Regions from separate parts of the Mus musculus genome. Here region 2 is linked to region 1. A link is a contact called in public promoter capture Hi-C data. All regions are on one chromosome and are shown on one strand. The core of a region is the stretch at or near the end of the contact, and the rest is flanking DNA. Distances in the headings are between cores, read along the strand shown. Region 1 holds the start of Wnt16 (wingless-type MMTV integration site family, member 16). Region 2 has its middle 52 kb from the start of Gm38773.

Region 1 (2,752 bases), core at 237-2,736:
GGAACAGCTATGGGTGTACTCTGGTCCCTTCTTGGAGAGGCTTAGAGGATAAAGTGGGCTTGGATAAAGGCTCCGACTTTCAGAGAGGCCACTAGCTATTAGCCAAAATATTTCTGGATCAGTAACCATACCCTATCATCAACTTGACTTTCTAAAAATTACAGTGTGGTTTTAGGACCTGGTACGTAGTGTGCGCGCAGTGCTTGCTGGATAAAGGAGTGAATGGGACAGGATGGGTGTGTGAGTGAGCTTTGATTGACCTTAAGTGAGGCTGAGTATTAAAAGCAAGCAAAAGCTGTCCAAGCCTTTCAGCGCTGAGGCTAAGTGTGGTCACCCACCGAGATGATAGCACCTGGAGAGTTTACTAACATTCCAGATGTCCTCTTGGGAGCAGGTGAAAACCCTGTGCCTGTAAGTAGAGGAGGCGGGGCTCTCTGATACCACAACAAAGCATATTCCTGGCACCTTCAAAGGGTTCTTGAAGACAAAACTCTGACTGCTTCTCAGAACCCTTCCTGCTTCTAAAGTACATTTGGTGAAAGCCTAAGCTGCCAATTCCATTTACCTATAATCTCTGTTACTGATGATCAGAATTCATCTGGCCTTAGATTTGTCTGCCTGGCTGGGTTTTACACTGGTGGAAAGGGGTCTTATTTCCACAAACTTCCATAGGTCTGGGCATGCAGTTGGTGTGGGTGCAGGATTTCTGTTGTCGTTGTTTCCACTCGGTAGCCCTGTGGAAGGTATCCTTGGGTGGGGGGTGGGGTCAGTGTGGGTCAGAAGAGGGTAGGGACAGCGTTCATCTATTTGGAATGCTCTAGTCAGCTCTCACCCATTTGTCTGCCTGCCATTTTCCCCCTTAGAAAAGCCTGTGCTCCCAAAAGCTACAGAAATAAGACAAATGAGAAAAGCCATCACAGAACCTAAGTAAAATACGGGGAAATTTGATGGAAAGCTGGAAATAAATGTGTATACAATGACACGAAAAGAACCCTTCTCGCCTATCCTCTCCGCTTCCAAGGGTGGAAAGATCAGCTTTTTGTGGTATCAATTCTGACCTTATAAAGATAATTCACCAGTGAGAAATACAAGAAAGAAGAGCAGAGTGCTCCGCCCCCCTCCCTTCGGGCCCCCCCACACCTTTACCCTTTTTACTCAAAGGGTAAATCTAGATGTGGCTAGATTTTCTCTCAAGGATGCTAAGAAGTGCTCATCGTTTCTTTGCTCTCCGCTTGACTCAGTCTCGCAGTGACCTCCTCTAAGGACATTGTGAGAGGAGGAAAGGTCGTGACACTCCCAGGTCTAGTTAGACAGTCACGGAGGCTCAGCCCAGGAGCGCCCCCCGCAGAGCCCACTGTTAGCCAATGAGACACTGAAGTTTCCAGATGGTGAGGTACAGGGTTGCTGCTGAGCCAATCAGACTCCAGGCGCGGTCAGGGGGGGAGGAGATGCGAGGAGAAGCCTGGGGCGATGGAGACACAGAGACATCAGCAGAAGTTTCTCACCTTGGAAAGTGAGGGAAGCTCCCGCATCTCCAGCTCATCCTCACCTCTGCGCCAGAGGACCTTAGGCTACTTTCTCCGCCTTATCTTGCCTAGGGGACTGCTGATAGTCTCTGTCCTTGCTGCCCTGTTTAATGTTACCTTCCAGGGGAAAGAGAGCAAGGAACAACTGGGTGCTAAGAAACTGACCCCAGGCCCTGCGGGCCTCTGGAGAGAGGAGACAGAGGAGGAGTGGCTGGGGCTGGGGGTCTCCATGCGTGGGCCATGGACAGAGCGGCGCTCCTGGCCCTGCCCAGCTTGTGTGCGCTGTGGGCAGCCGTGCTGTCGCTGCTCCCCTGCGGAACCCAGGGCAACTGGATGTGAGTATGGGCTCTGTGGAGGCATATAGGGTGGCTGGTCAAAGGAATGACCCAACTAGTGGGCTTTCAACTTGAGGCTGGGAGAGAAGGGGTGGAGACCCTAGGAACGCTGACCTAATGCTTTTGGGGTGGGGGAGGGAAAGGGGAGAGGCTTACCTCAGGGGTGCCGCGTCTTACAGGTGGTTGGGCATCGCCTCTTTCGGGGTACCGGAGAAGCTGGGCTGCGCCGACTTGCCGCTGAACAGCCGCCAGAAGGAGCTGTGCAAGAGGAAACCGTACCTGCTGCCTAGCATCCGCGAGGGCGCCAGGCTGGGCATTCAGGAGTGCAGAAGCCAGTTCCGACACGAGAGGTGGAACTGTATGGTCGCCACTACCACTTCCACCCAGCTCGCCACAGCCCCCCTCTTTGGCTATGAGCTGAGTAGCGGTGAGTCACCAGGACCCTCGGGGATGGTAGGACATACAAGGCGACAGCTTTTCTGCGCGTTCCTTCGATAGAGTGTATAGCGCCTGCACAATTCGGTGCTGGCAAGGTCTTCAATATGGAACATTTGGTGCGAGGTGGGGGTGGGGGAAAACTGGGGCAACAAGGGCCAGCCCCCAGTGTGCAGGTGCGGCCCTGGGGAGGGACGTCCGAGATCTACAGAAGGACTCTTAGAAGGGCTGAAATTCTCCTTGCTTCCCCTGGCCCCTGCCAAAGTTTCAGAAAAACTGAGTTCCTATCCCGTCGACCCCAAGGACCCCATGGCGCCCCGCTCCGTGGGTGACCAGCTGGACAAACATGAGGTCTACAGCCGAGAATGATGCAGCCGCATCTGCTTTGATTTAAGCAGCTCTGTGGCGCCCAGAGCTGCGGACAAGTGGCAATTGAAGCACAGCCGCACGTTTTAC
Region 2 (2,700 bases), core at 195-2,694, 160 kb after region 1:
ATAGGTGTGTGCCTTTTTAGTGCAGGAAGAATCACTTTGGGGGTCTGTCTGTATGTCGTTTGATGTGGGAGGCATCTGTATTTCAGAGACCCATTTGGCTATCTTGAGTCATAGGGAAGAAGCAGGGTCCAGGTGGGAAAGGATGGCTGGAGTCTTAAGAGGCTCAGGATTCAGAACACAGACGGAAGTGAGCTTCATTTTTATTTTATTTTTATTTTTTTATTTTTTTATTTTTTTTTTCTTCCGAGACAGGGTTTCTCTGCATAGCTCTGGCTGTCCTGGAACTCACTTTGTAGACCAGGCTGGCCTTGACCTGAGAAATCCGCCCGCCTCTGCATCCTGAGTGCTGGGATTAAAGGTGTGAGCCACCACGCCGGGCTTTATCTGATTTTTAAAGGTCGTGTTAAACTGGCTGTGGCTGGTCACCCACCAGCACCATGGAAACAAAGACAGAAGGAGTGTTGCAATTTATGACTCCAGCTTAGTCTACTTGGTGAACTCCAAGCCAGGGGCGAACCCATAGTCAGACACTGCCCTTTGCTCCGTCTCCTCTCCCCCAGTATTGGATTGACCCACCGAGCAGGAAGAAAAGCATGGACTTGGAAGTCTAGGCAGGACTTTAGCTCTAAGGCATTTTGCAGTGCCAACATTTGTATCCATGGTAAAAGAGCCCTAGGAACCAAATAATACCAATATAATTAAAAAGTAATTTGTCACTTAAAGCTATCTCATGTTCATCCAAAAAATAATTTAAATAATGAGTCGCTATCTTTACAAATCGTTAAAACATTAAAATGTGTATGACTATATTTAGCAAGATGTCTTGTAGCTGGAAGATAAAATACAAACTAGCGTAAAGCACACCATTAGATTTTAAATGACAAAGAGGAAAACAATGAGAATATCAAACCAGACTAAGGAACATTCCCGTTTAATGAGAGAGAAAGAGAAAAAAATACTTTTCATGCTCTGTCAGTTGATTATGCCTTTCAGTTAATATTAATAACGCAGAGGGGTTGTTTTGACAAGGCTAATGCTGTAAAGGCAGCTGTAGAATAGCAAAAATAGCTCTGATGTTCCATACAGAATGACAGGCATCTGTGCTCGAGCTCTGTCCTCTTCTTAGCTGTGAGGCTCAAATGTGATGGTGTGGGACAAAGGGAAGGTCTAACATGAAAGGAGGATGTTGCTACTAAAGACATCCAGGAGATGGGATGGAGTGGGGAGGGTAGGAGGCTGATTAGAGAAGAACAGATAGCCCAGTTTGAAGCTGCAGGTATCCTTTGGGTAGAGCTGCAGAACTACACTGTGTTTGTTTGTCTTAAAATCCAGTAGTCCCGTGGTCTGCTCATTTCTGACTGCTCTATGGTAGACTGGGAGAGTCCACACAGCGCTGGGCCACAGAGCTGACTTGGTAAACTGAATCCAACTGGGCATGTGGATCTCTAGATGTGTAACCGGAGCTGCTGTGACTGATCTGAGTAGTGTCTGCCCAGGAGTCGTCACCTTCCTGCTCCACCCACCTGCACAATGAATGGTAGTGTGTGAACAAGAGTCGGAATGACAGGGCCCTGGATCGGGGAGAGTGGGGGAAGTGCTGTGGGAAGGATAGGGCAGCCATCCGGTTTTCCACTCACAAAAGGGAGGAAATTAAACGTCCAGAGCATATAACCCAAGCAAAGAACAGCTCAGCTGGTGAGCCAGAAAATGAAGGTTTTTTGTTTTCTGGAAAATAATGGCTTGCATTTATTCAAGGTATAATCTGATCTTAAAGTAGCTTCACCATTCAGAGGGCAGGCTATGCAACTGGATGGGTGGGAATTCAATTCCAGCCACTACTCTCTACACTTCTACCAGTGTGAGGTTTTTCTCCCATGTCATCTCTGTGAACTTACCACTCAGCTTCACACAACAGCTCTAGGTACTGTTTAAACAGCCTACATACTTTAAGAAGGGTCAAGTCTTTCTAGCATATTTGCCTACAGTCATGACTGTGTTTGTGTGTATGTTATGCCATTGAGGCGGCAGAACAAGGCGTGTTGTCGGTGGCTCTGTGGTATCTTGAGTGACCAGGCACGCTCAGAGAACTCGCACAACCTGTCTATAAGCAGCGAGAGTCTGGCAAGGTGCGTGACAGGGAGTGCTCTTTCTATTAAACCGCGCTTTTCCTTTCAGAGACCTCAAATGTGAAAGACGAATTACAACCAGGGCTTCACATCCTCTTTGATTTAAGGAGAAAACAGGTCGTGACGTGGGTTATTGTTTTGCTCACCTTCTTGATGTATACTTTAGCCTTCAAAAGCTGTTCCAGGGAGAGGCGGGGAATAGGCAGGTGGAAAAACCAGTGCCTTGGCCTGACTGTGTGTGTTACATCTTGACACTGGGAAACGTATCCTTACTCTGTGCTTCTGTTTCTCCAGCTTTAGGACAGAGCTAGCCACAACTGTTCTTCAGATTGAAGTATTTGCTTTGTCTAAAGCCACAAGTTGAACACACAAAGCCCTTACTATGGACTGGACCATGTTCTCAGTTGTAGCCGACTGCGGCCACACTAACTGGGTTCCTGAATGGGAGGCCGGAGCTGTATGGGAGAGAACTACGAGAGAAATAATGGAGGCCAAGACATGTTTCTGTTCAAGGCCTCTGAAGTTTACTGAGAGTCCGTGCTTATAAAGAGGGTAGGCCCATTCCCCCCCACCC

What was found. Promoter capture Hi-C pulls out the DNA fragments that hold promoters and counts their contacts.
Region 2: a promoter capture Hi-C map of embryonic stem cells shows a contact between it and region 1, with 2.2 times the contacts expected there. The contact joins the enhancer-like site here to the promoter of Wnt16 in region 1. A contact is called at or near these places in 5 of 39 promoter capture datasets (embryonic stem cells, liver, pre-B cells and 1 more), 1 of 15 datasets of contacts at CTCF or cohesin (the NIH/3T3 cell line), 2 of 484 Hi-C or Micro-C datasets (both in embryonic stem cells) and 3 of 115 datasets of contacts at active chromatin or transcription factors (all in embryonic stem cells).

What each region holds. Positions count from the first base shown.
Region 1 is chr6:22,286,741-22,289,492 of GRCm38.p6, forward strand. Wnt16 (wingless-type MMTV integration site family, member 16) reads left to right here and starts at 1,487. Exons shown (of 4, transcript NM_053116.4): 1 at 1,487-1,861; 2 at 2,041-2,288. The coding sequence starts at 1,767.
Region 2 is chr6:22,442,312-22,445,011 of GRCm38.p6, forward strand. No RefSeq gene overlaps it. Among named protein-coding and RNA genes, the nearest start is that of Gm38773, 52 kb to the left of the region's middle. Within about 2 kb of position 1,445, at least 75 of the 459 cell types and tissues checked have an H3K27ac peak or open chromatin away from gene starts, as enhancers often do. A contact at or near this core is called in the NIH/3T3 cell line and embryonic stem cells, where this site is marked.